Linked DNA regions of Hordeum vulgare: region 1 is linked to region 2. Evidence: chromatin contacts called from public Hi-C data. All regions are on one chromosome and are shown on one strand. Each heading gives the region's core, a stretch centred on a gene start, on an enhancer-like site or on the middle of the called end of the contact. The rest is flanking DNA. Distances are from core to core; before and after follow the strand shown. Region 1 holds the start of LOC123444447 (DNA polymerase eta). Region 2 holds the start of LOC123444445 (interactor of constitutive active ROPs 1-like).

Region 1 (5,726 bases), core at 2,414-4,913, 190 kb after region 2:
AAATAAGAGGGGAGAGAAGGTTTTAGGTCTGCGGTGCAACAGGGTTTGAGGTGGCTCTCACGCACCCACTCTCATCACTCCAACAAGACAACGCCACTCACAAGGCACTGACAAGCAACAACACGGAGCAACAAGTAACACCGACAAAACACAGTCGACATGATGCCATGCATGACGCGATGATGCAAACTAAATGACGATGCAATCAATAAAAATAACACACGACGGAAACGGAATAGAAGGGGGAATCTTCTGGGCGTCGGCATCGGGCTGTCACAGGTACCGTCATTGACGAAGGAGGTTGAGCCCTTCCGTGTGCCGACGGTGCTGCTGCCTCTAGTTCTGGCTCCTATCTGTCGCTATGCAGTCCTCATTTCACGGTGCCATGGTGAGACAACGTGGGGGCTTCAAGACCATGTTGGCGCAGGGTGGCGGTTGGTTTGGTGGCAAACTCCGAAGCATCCAAGGTGCTGGTTGGGATCGAGGGAAACCCTTGTCGGCATGCCTGACACCGATGCAGTGGCGCTTGTGGGTGCCTCCGGACCTTCCTCGAGGGCATCGAGGGCTACCCTTTCTCTTACCTCGTCGCGTACAGGAGGAAACCCTTGGCAACAACGTCGTCATCGTCGTGGTCCTTCTTGAAAGTGTTGATTGGTACCGGTGCTTTGGAGTCTTGGAGCTTGGTGGGAGATCCCCGGTGGGCGCAGCGGTCGCGAGGCTTCTTCGTTTTTGTCAATGCACCATTGTCGGCATTTGTTTCTTTTGTACTTTCTCTTCCGTTTCTTTTGGGCGTGATTGTGTTGCTTCTGCCCCATAGGGATGGCACCCGCAGGGTATGGGTACGGGTGGAGCCTCCCCATACCCTTACCCGCCCCGTCTGATATTACCCATCACCCTTACCCATACCCGTCAACGGGTACAATTTTCCCCCATACCCGTTACCCGATAGGGTAGACGGGTACCCGCGGGTAAAATTACCCGTATTTGCAAAACATCAATTAAAAAAACTTATAGTTATAAACTGCATTGTATCATATAGTTTACAAAGATAGATTATAACTACAACACATACTTATAAAACAACATCATATAGTCATAAACAACAACACATAGGCATACACTTTCAATTCATAAATTACTGACATCGTGTAGATTGTAGAGATAATTTTGAGTTTACATAGATTTTATATGGGTACATGGGTATATGGGTATGGGTTATATGATCCCATACCCATACCCGCTCTACCCGATGGGTTTCAGCTTTTTCTATTTATATACCCATGGTTAAATTTATGTCCCATACCCTTACCCTATTAGGATTTTACCCACGGGGTACGTGGGTAATGGGTACCCATTGCCATCCCTACTGCCCCAGCACCTATCGTTGAATGTCTCGGTTGGTTGTTTTGTAATACAAAGCAGGGGAATCCTTTTTCGGCATCTATGATTTGAAACCCGTCAATGAAAGGCAATATGCAACTATAGGGATGTAAACTTCTGGTGCCTACACATAGCTTTATAGCTGAAATGGCTACAAGTGTTGATGGCTATAGAGTTCCATAACAAAGCTGAACTAGGGAACAATTGTTTACGTGTAGGTACACACTTACATGGTAACCTCGTCTTTGTTTGCCTACATAACACCCAGCCACGCCATGGGAATGCAATTTTGGATCGATTGGTTACCTCCACGTGCAGCTGGATCTGCATAGCACAATACTCAAAGCACCTAGAGACTAACTCAAGATGAACGATCGAATTGACTATTTCCAGCGAGCCAGGCCCGATTGAGTGCAAGGACGACACACAATTATACGCACGGGAGACACCGCGTTCTTTCCCAAAGCCACGCCATAAATCCCCTCACCCCTATCTCATCGCTCACCCTCTCTCACCGACGGGCCTCGACGAGTCAAAGATCTCAACGACGACCACCGATTTCATCACCCCTTCATCAATGGCGGTAAGCCCTTGCCTGTCCGATTTAGGGAATGTGGGCATCAATTTAGCCATCGATTTAGACTTGGAAGTTTCGATTTGGGTGTCGATTTGTATTTATGGTCAGATTTAGGGTTTCATATGGCTTGATTAGGTTGTCAATTAAGGTTTTCACTTTCACACTGCTCAATTAGGGCGTGGCTTGATTTGGGTGCCCAAGTACGTTAGATTTGAGTGTCTATACAGGGTGTTGATATGGGGTTAGATTTGGGTGTCGTAATAGGGCTTGATTAAGGTTTTTCTAGGGCTCAAGTTTGCCTTGTCAGCATGAAAACTCTTGATCTTGCTGTAGGGGCTTGTTGACACTGATGATGTTCTTGTTGTTGTGGTAGATGCACATGTTTTCCATGTCGGTTTCAATGCTACTATGTTCAACTTCATGATCACTTCATGCTAGTTTGTTACATGTGCTTGTGTGTTGATTTTCATGATTAGTCCATGGTGGTTCGTTACATCCATTGATCTCATTCAGTTTAATTAGCATGGGAATAGCTCCAAAGGCAAGGAGGTTGCTGAGGGCAACACCTTGGAGATGCCTCGGGGGAGGCCAATGAATGTCGGCCATTGATCTGTCAGTCTGTGTGGATATTCTGGGTCGTTATTGTGAGTCTATGACTATGCTAATGTAATGCCTATAATGTAATGCGAATGCTTGTTCAAATTGCTAAGCTCTGCCTATGAGTATGTGTGTTGATAACCTCACCACTCGAACAAGAGGTTACCACACCGCATGCCTTAAACGTGACCAACAAACATCACGTGCATATGGGTACCACATGCTTGCAATCAAACGGTATTCTTGTTGCAGGTTGGAGTTTTGTGAGCAACCAAAATAAATGCAGAATATACTCCCTTCGTCTTAAAATAAATGACTCAAAAGTGATTCAACTTCGTACTAACTTTAGTATAAAATTAGATCTTTTTTAAATCACTTATTTTAAAACGGAGGGAGTAGTTTTGAGCCTGCATTAGCTCGTAGGCTGAAACGGACCACGGATACAAGGAGCCCAAAAATGATGCATGTGAAATGTAGGAGAACCTCCCATATTTGACAAGCTTTTCTGACTTGGAAATGGTGCCAATTCTCTTATCAGTCTTCCACACACGAGGATACGTTGATCTTGGACCCCGAGCTGCATGCCACAAATTCGCAATCACAAGTATGAGGTCAGGAGAGAGTTGAACTTCTGAGGATGTCGAACGACAGTTCGCTCCAGCGTCAAGCCAAATGTCGGTTCCCCATATCTCGTACGTCAAGGAAAACACACTGTTAATCTGCAAGGGGAAACAGTTTGGAAGATACATTTCAGTAAACAAACAGTGTTGATCGACTCGCGGAGTATCCTACCAAAATACAAGAGGCACTGAGCAGCGCCCTTACCTGGTGCGACGGGGCAGGAGATCGCTGGTCGCTCCCGGCCTCGGCGGCAAAGTCCGGCCGCTTCCGCGGCTCCTTCACGCGGCAGCGGCACGGAGGGGAAGAGAAGAGGAGTAGAGTGGACAAGGGGAATGGGACGAGGGAAGGGGAGATGCGTGGAGATGGGGTTGCCAACGGGACGGGCTCGCTTAGAAGTCGCGGGATGCCCGCCACGTGGTCTCTCCAACTGGCGAGACGGACGGCCATGATCGCGCCCGGCCGAAACCGAAACATAAACAAAGAAGCAATAGAGAAAGGGAAGCGAAAGCGAGGGCAGAGTCGGCGGGAGGCGGCGGCGGGGAAAGGGAAGCGATGCCGGTGGCGAGGCCCGAGCCGCAGGAGCCGCGGGTGATCGCCCACCTCGACCTCGATTGCTTCTACGTGCAAGGTCACCACCCTCTTCGTCCTCTACCCCCTCTACCCTGCCCCCTCTCTCGCAGCGTCTCTGAACTGAGAGGGTAACAGTGCATTCGCTCACCTGCAGTCGAGCAGCGGAGGAACCCGGCGCTCAGGGGGCAGCCGACGGCCGTGGTGCAGTACAACGACTGGAAAGGCGGCGGCCTGATTGCGGTGAGCTACGAGGCCCGCAAGTTCGGCGTCAAGAGGTGAGGGCCGATTCACCTGCTCCGTTCGGGGGTTCCTGTCAGATATCTGTCATGCTTTATTGGTTGATTCAGGTCCATGCGTGGGGATGAGGCCAAGAATGTCTGTCCAGGCATAAACCTCGTCCAGGTTCCCGTGTCCCGTGACAAGGCCGATCTCAATGTGTACCGAAATGCCGGCTCCGAGGTAGCATGCCACTGCAACAACACCGATAATTTACCCCATTGTTAAACAACCAGGACTGTTCCATGGCATTTGACGGTTTTGCGTCCAATCCTTTCAGGTCGTAGCGATCCTTTCGACTAAGGGGAAGTGTGAGCGAGCATCCATCGACGAAGTCTATCTCGACCTTACTGATGCAGCCAAGGAAATGCTCTTGGAATCTCCCCCGGAGTCGTCAGAGTCTATCTTTGAGGAGGCCACAAAGTCAAATATCCTGGACCTTCCTTCTGTAAGAAATTCTCCGTAAATTGGTTGGGGCTGCTCTTACATTTGGTGTGAGTGTGACCGTAGACCTTGATATGTATGTTCAGGATGCCGGTGACAGGGAAGAGAATGTGAAGGCATGGCTTTGTCGAGCAGATGCCGACTACCAGGATAAGTTGCTGGCGTGCGGAACTATACTTGTTGCACAGTTACGAGTAAAAGTTCTGGAGGAAACCCAATTCACGTGTTCTGCTGGCATTGCTCACAATAAGGTTTATAACCAGTCATAATAGTGAGTAGATGAAGTATGCTTTTTTGCATGATTCGTTTCTTCTCATTCTGCACATTTAAGAATAATTAGTCCAATTATTTGTACTGTTCTCTGAACTTAGGAACTCAATTCAGCTTCCCCATAGTGCTTCTCTTGTTCCATTACCCTTTTGATACTTTCCTTTTCCTGCTGCAGTGTTCCACTCAAATGTTGTTATATTCTGCAGATGTTAGCTAAACTTGTCAGCGGGATGCACAAACCTGCTCAACAAACAGTTGTTCCATCTTCTTCGGTTCAAGACTTTCTAGCATCACTGCCTGTGAAGAAGATGTAACGAGCCACATGACAACTCCACATTTATTGGTTTCTTTTTTTCTGTTGGACAAAGTTTTTAAAACCTTGTATTACTCTCTAGTCCTTGCATTCTAGAAATGTCTGATACTGAATTACGAAAAGCGTCCATGTTATGCAGGAAACAACTTGGGGGTAAGCTTGGGAGTTCCTTGCAGGACGATCTGGGGGTTGAGACAGTTGGGGATCTTCTAGGTTTTACAGAAGAGAAATTACAAGAGTACTATGGTGTAAATACAGGGTAAAGTTTTGCATATTGCTTGATTTTATTTCAGGTGCCTGTTGTTTAGGATACCACGTAAAAGATTTGGACTTGCTAATTTTTTTTTTTTTACTTTTAGTGTGCAACTTAAATTTCCATGCTAATATGCTTCAAATTATAAGTATAGAAATCATGTATAGTACTTGGTTAAATATCATCTTATAAGCATCTGATTTTTGCACAGAACGTGGTTATGGAAGACTGCAAGAGGTATTAGTGGAGAAGAAGTTGAGGACCGTCTTCTACCAAAGAGTCATGGTTGTGGAAAAACATTTCCTGGCCCAAAAGCATTAAAGAACAATTCTTCTGTAAGCATGCTTTCTTTTGTTCTCTAACAGCCTTTTCTACTTTAGAGCTGCTTATATAAACTAAGAAATATTATCCAACAACTCTCCTGA
Region 2 (4,912 bases), core at 996-3,495:
TCCGAAGCAACGACTTCAAATCAAGACGGAGATTCAGACTCGCCCCGTTTGCTACAGGTCTCCCTCCGGACTCCCCAAAGACGTGGGAGGAGGAGGAGCCTGGCTTGAGCATGACGGAGGCGAAGGCGGAGTTTGCTTTCGTCCAATCAAAGGAAATGACGGAGTACCAGGCCATTATGGATTCCATCGGGAATAAGGCCGAGGTGGAGGCAAACCGCCGGCTCGTCCGGCCTTCGCCGACGCCCGATCAATCTGGATCCGCGTTAGAGGGGCTGTAGATGCCCCTAAAGGAGTATCAAAATATCGTAAGCATCATCAACAGCATCCAAGAAAACGGCGAACTGTATCTTGGTTCCTCTTACAATGGGGCAGCAGAAGCAACGCAGCATGGACCCATCGATCGTCAGGCATTCAGGCAGCACCAAACAGAGTTTAATCTCACGAACATCATCTCATCATCATACAAACATAAGCGAAATCCGAACCAAAATGCAGTAAACATCAGTGCACCGATCCAAGCATGAGCTAGAGCGCGAGCTGAGCTGAGCTAGCTCGCCGTCGCGAAATGCGGATCTGTGATCCGACAGAGACAAGCGTTCAGGCATACGGATATGCCACTCCGGTTGTTGTCAGTCACCTTCACTTGTTGCCCTTCTTCTTCCACAGGTCGCCGAGCATCCGGATGCCGGCGCCCTTCCGCTTGCTGCCGAACCCCTCGTCGTCGCCGTCGTCCGGCATCGTCGCGGGGGACCCCCACCCGTTGCCATTGCCGGCAAGGCCGTGGTGACCGACAAGATGGGCGTCCCCGCCGATCACCGCGGCGGCTGCCTCGGCCGCCTTGCGCCACTGCTCGGTCTGCACGCGCAGGCGCCGCATCTCGGCGTCCAGCGCCTCGCGCGCGGCCTCGGACGCGCTCAGCTGCTCGCGCATCCGGGACTCCCGCGCCGCGTTCTCCTTGAGCTCCTGCTCGACGAGAAAAGCCTTGGCCACAGCCTCCTCGTCAGCCCTCTTGGCCGCCGCCGCGGCCTCATCGGCCTGCTTCTTGAGCTCCGCATTGTCGGCCGTGAGGACGGCGACTTCCATCTCCTTGGCCATGAGCTGGGCCTTGAGCTCCACGACCTCCGGGCTCTCCTTTTCGCCGCCACCAATGGCGGCCGCGGGGTCCTTGCTATCCTCCTCAATCATCGTCTTGGTCTCCTCCACCTCCACCTCCACCTCCTGCTCGGCCAGCGCCGCCTTGTCTCCACAGCTCACCTCTTCGCTGTCCTCGGCAACGAGCGCGCTCTGGTTCTCCTTGTCGCCCGACTCGGTCCGGACGACCTCAAACACATCGGTCGCCGGGGAGTTCATGCTGCTCTCCTCCTCCTCCTCCTCCACGGCCGCCGGTTCTTCAGCGACCTTCACCTCATCAGCTTTCTTCTCGTCCTCGACCGGTAGAGGGGCGGGGGAGGGAGGGGACGCCGCCGGCTTGGGGCTCCCCTTGGCGCCGACATGCTTCTTGGCCTCCTCGAGCGCGACCTGCGCGTCCTTCTTGGCGGCCTCCGCAGACACGAGCTGTTCCCTCAGCTTCTTGAGCTCGTCCTGCACCTTCCCCAGCTTGGTCTCGAGCTCCGCCACCCGGGTCCCCGCACGCCTCTTCTGCAAACCGCGCCGCCGCCAGATGAAACGGCGAGCATGACCAGAGGGGAGCGTGAATGGAGAAACTGACTCAGAGACAGCAGCGTACCTCTGGCAGCGGGCTGCGCGGGGAGTGCCGGTCGGCGACCTTGGGGCTGCTCCGGTCGACGACGACCCGGTGGTGCGCGCCATTGGCGTCGGAGGAGGCCGTGGTCTTGAGGTGCAGCGGCGCGCGCGGCGACGCCCGCTGCGGCAGCTCGGACCCCCTGGGATTAAATGCGCACCAACGTCTCAGAAAGGAAGGAAACCGACGCCGGACATTGAAATGCACTGCACTGCACCCACCTGGATCTCGGCATGGCCTGCGCCCGTTGCCCTGTCCGCCACGCCCGGCCTCTAGCTGGCTGCTGGCCTCGGCGTCTGCTGGGATGGATGAGAGGAGAGGAGCACGAAGGAGAGGGAGGGACGGGGGTGGTGGAAAGGCAGGCAGGAAGCAGGCGGCACAGCGGCGCGAGAAAGAAAAGGGGTCGAGTCAGGTCAGGTCAGGTCAGTCCACCACTCCACTCTCTCGTGGAAAACGGCATTAATAAATGGAGGCTGCGGCTACGAGAGGGGCGCCGGGTTCCGTAAAGGCGACCGGGGCCGGTGCGGTGGCGATTCAAATTTGAACGGCAGAAATCGAAAAAAATCGATGGGAGCAACGGGACGCAGCCGAGCCGACCCGAGCCGCGTGCCACCCGACCTCGACCGGTTGGTGGCGCACAGCGTTAATGCGGGCGGCGCGCGGATTGATCAGAACGTTACTATATATATACCGGTTAAAAAAAAACGTAACGAAAGGACCAGCTTGGCGTGGCAACTTGCGAAGAGGGGCCGGCCCTGCGAACGTGGCGTGGCGTGGCTCGTCTCATGGCCTGACCGACCGTCGGTGATCACTGCCTGCCGCTCCTTGCTTGTACGGCGGCACTGGGAGGCCTCCCTCCGTGGTGACTGCTCGGCCGCTTGGGAGAAAATGCCGACGGAGAAACGGCACCGCACATCACGGGCAGGCAGGCAGGCATCTCGCGTCTGGTGACCGATAGGGCTCGTACCAGCGCCAGCGGGTGGGGGTTTTGACGTGACGAATTTCCGACGGACGGACGAGTGATTTCCGAGAGGGTGATGCTCACGCGACACGCCGCTTTTCTGAGCGAGGAGAAAGGTTTTGAAGCAATCAGGCGGCGTTCCATGGGCCTTTGACTTGGTTTACATACACCGTCTGTAATACTAGCATTAAGCTGCACGTGCTTCGGGGTCCAGCCACACCACACCGGCTACTTTACTCGCTTTTGCAGCGAGCGTTTTGTACGTACTACTCGGCTTTTGAAGCAACCAGAGATTCAGTTTAGATTATGTGGTTCCGAAGAATGTTTCCTGCCGATGTTTATCTATCTATCTATCTATCTATCTATCTGCAAGGTACGTACTGAACTCCCGTTGAGATGTACGGCCACGCATTTGAAGCCGGGCAAACCGGCAGGAGGATACAGAGGACGTAGTACCAAGTATATATAGAGAATCGAAATACGGTTGGAGGACAGGGCAGGACAGCAACTAAACGGAGCCAAGTGAAAGGATTTGGATCTTTTGGAAAGTGATTAGTAAGCACGGCAGATGGGTGAGAAATCAATGTAGGCAGAGAGGGGCAATCGCCCCTGGCCCCATTGGCAATCAAGCGCTGCTACAGTATATATATACATATATATTCCTAGAGCAATTTTAAGCAGGCTGCGGGGGAAGCTGGCTTTGCGAGTCAAAAAATGTAAAGCACACACAAGATCGTGAGAGATGAGGTGCACGGGGTAGAGTGGCTCTTCTTGCAGCAGAAAACCCGTGTCATGGTCAGTTCGTGCAACAAAGACGTTGCGCCTAAGAACATCTCCAATAAAGACATTAAATAAGTCGGGCATCAAAAAATCGATAATATAGCCCACGCGGAAGAAAACAACGCTCCAGCAGCCGTTCAATAATACCGCACGCGGTAAAACCGTGCCAACGCACTCGAAAAAACTGCATCCCACACACTACATTTGATGCGTTCGCTCGCATGCGGGACAAAACTAATCGCGTGCGCATACCTCCAACCGTCATTCGCCGCGCCTATCTTCGCCCCTCCCTGAGCCTCCGTCGGCGATGGACATCCGTGTAGACATGTCCCCGACCCTTCCCTACGCTCGCGACCCATCGACCGTCGCCGCCTCCTCCTCCTCCGTCGTCGCTGTAAACCTTTGCGTGGGTTGACCTCCGGTTCCATTGACGACAGAGCACCGCCAAGCACCGGTCTTGCGTGCGGCCTTTTCATGGCGCCACACACAAAACTTCAAGGTGGCTTTGCGCCGCCGCCCACCTCGAAGCCATGGAGCTCCATGATCAAGCCACCACACGAGGTGACAGCGGCTACGGCAATGGCGTTGGCGCCGCCGGTCCAAAAGAAGAAGAAGGTGGCGGCGAGGAAGAAACCGACAAAGCCCCTCGCCCCACCTCCGCCGCCACCACCACCGAAAGTGCCCGGGGAGACGCAATTTGGGGCGCTGGCGACCAATGCCCAAATGCGTTCGATGAAATGCCCGTAAGGTAAATGTTTTTCTTGCTTTTGTTGTTGCTAGAAACATGTGCATATGAATAGCTTCACATAATGGTGGATGATTTTAAACTATGTCTTAAATTACTCTATGTTGCTCAACTCATCATTTTGTATATTTTTATGTCAAGATCATGTTATTTTTTGTCATAAATTGATATGTGATGTTTTATATGTATCAAATGGCGACGTCCGCGCGTTTTATTTTATCATGTATGCTGAAACGTTGCAGCAGCACGTTAAAATTTACAGCGGCTACAAAAGATAGCACACCGTCCGCACGCGTTAAAACGTTATTTTGATGCCTAATATTTTTTTAGGATTGAGATGCTCTAATAATCACCTGCAGCCCAACTAGAACTAGTTAGCGTGTGATGTGTACTTATCACTCACCTAAGCACTCGCACCGAGAAGTTCCACGCATGGCAAAGCAATCGATCGTCACACACACACACACACCTGCATGGTCGACATGATTTAGAATCTTGCAAGATCGATTGACAATCTATTTGGCGGTATTATCTAGGGTCGTGGGGTGAAGTCGATATGGACCCATATCTTGCAGTTTCCAAGGCATGATGACCCGCTCACCTACATGCATCCAAAGGGAAGGCGCACCGTTGATTGTGACACACGCGCACCTGCTCCATCCAACATGGTACTGGTACGCTACGC

The links. Hi-C and Micro-C count contacts between places; a contact is called where the count stands out from the background.
Region 1: a contact with region 2 is called in a Hi-C map of leaf, with 2.5 times the contacts expected there. The contact joins the promoter of LOC123444447 here to the promoter of LOC123444445 in region 2. A contact is called at or near these places in 5 of 6 Hi-C or Micro-C datasets (leaf and seedling) and 1 of 1 datasets of contacts at active chromatin or transcription factors (embryo).

What each region holds. Positions count from the first base shown.
Region 1 is chr3H:493,569,687-493,575,412 of MorexV3_pseudomolecules_assembly, forward strand. LOC123444447 (DNA polymerase eta) reads left to right here and starts at 3,664. Exons shown (of 14, transcript XM_045121155.1): 1 at 3,664-3,803; 2 at 3,900-4,020; 3 at 4,093-4,204; 4 at 4,302-4,469; 5 at 4,552-4,716; 6 at 4,942-5,045; 7 at 5,188-5,307; 8 at 5,516-5,636. The coding sequence starts at 3,728. It overlaps LOC123444448, which reads right to left and starts at 3,798. Exons shown (of 2, transcript XM_045121158.1): 1 at 3,380-3,798; 2 at 2,783-3,273. The coding sequence starts at 3,649. The coding sequence ends at 2,911.
Region 2 is chr3H:493,378,287-493,383,198 of MorexV3_pseudomolecules_assembly, forward strand. LOC123444445 (interactor of constitutive active ROPs 1-like) reads right to left here and starts at 2,246. Exons shown (of 3, transcript XM_045121153.1): 1 at 1,963-2,246; 2 at 1,727-1,883; 3 at 411-1,638. The coding sequence starts at 1,976. The coding sequence ends at 640.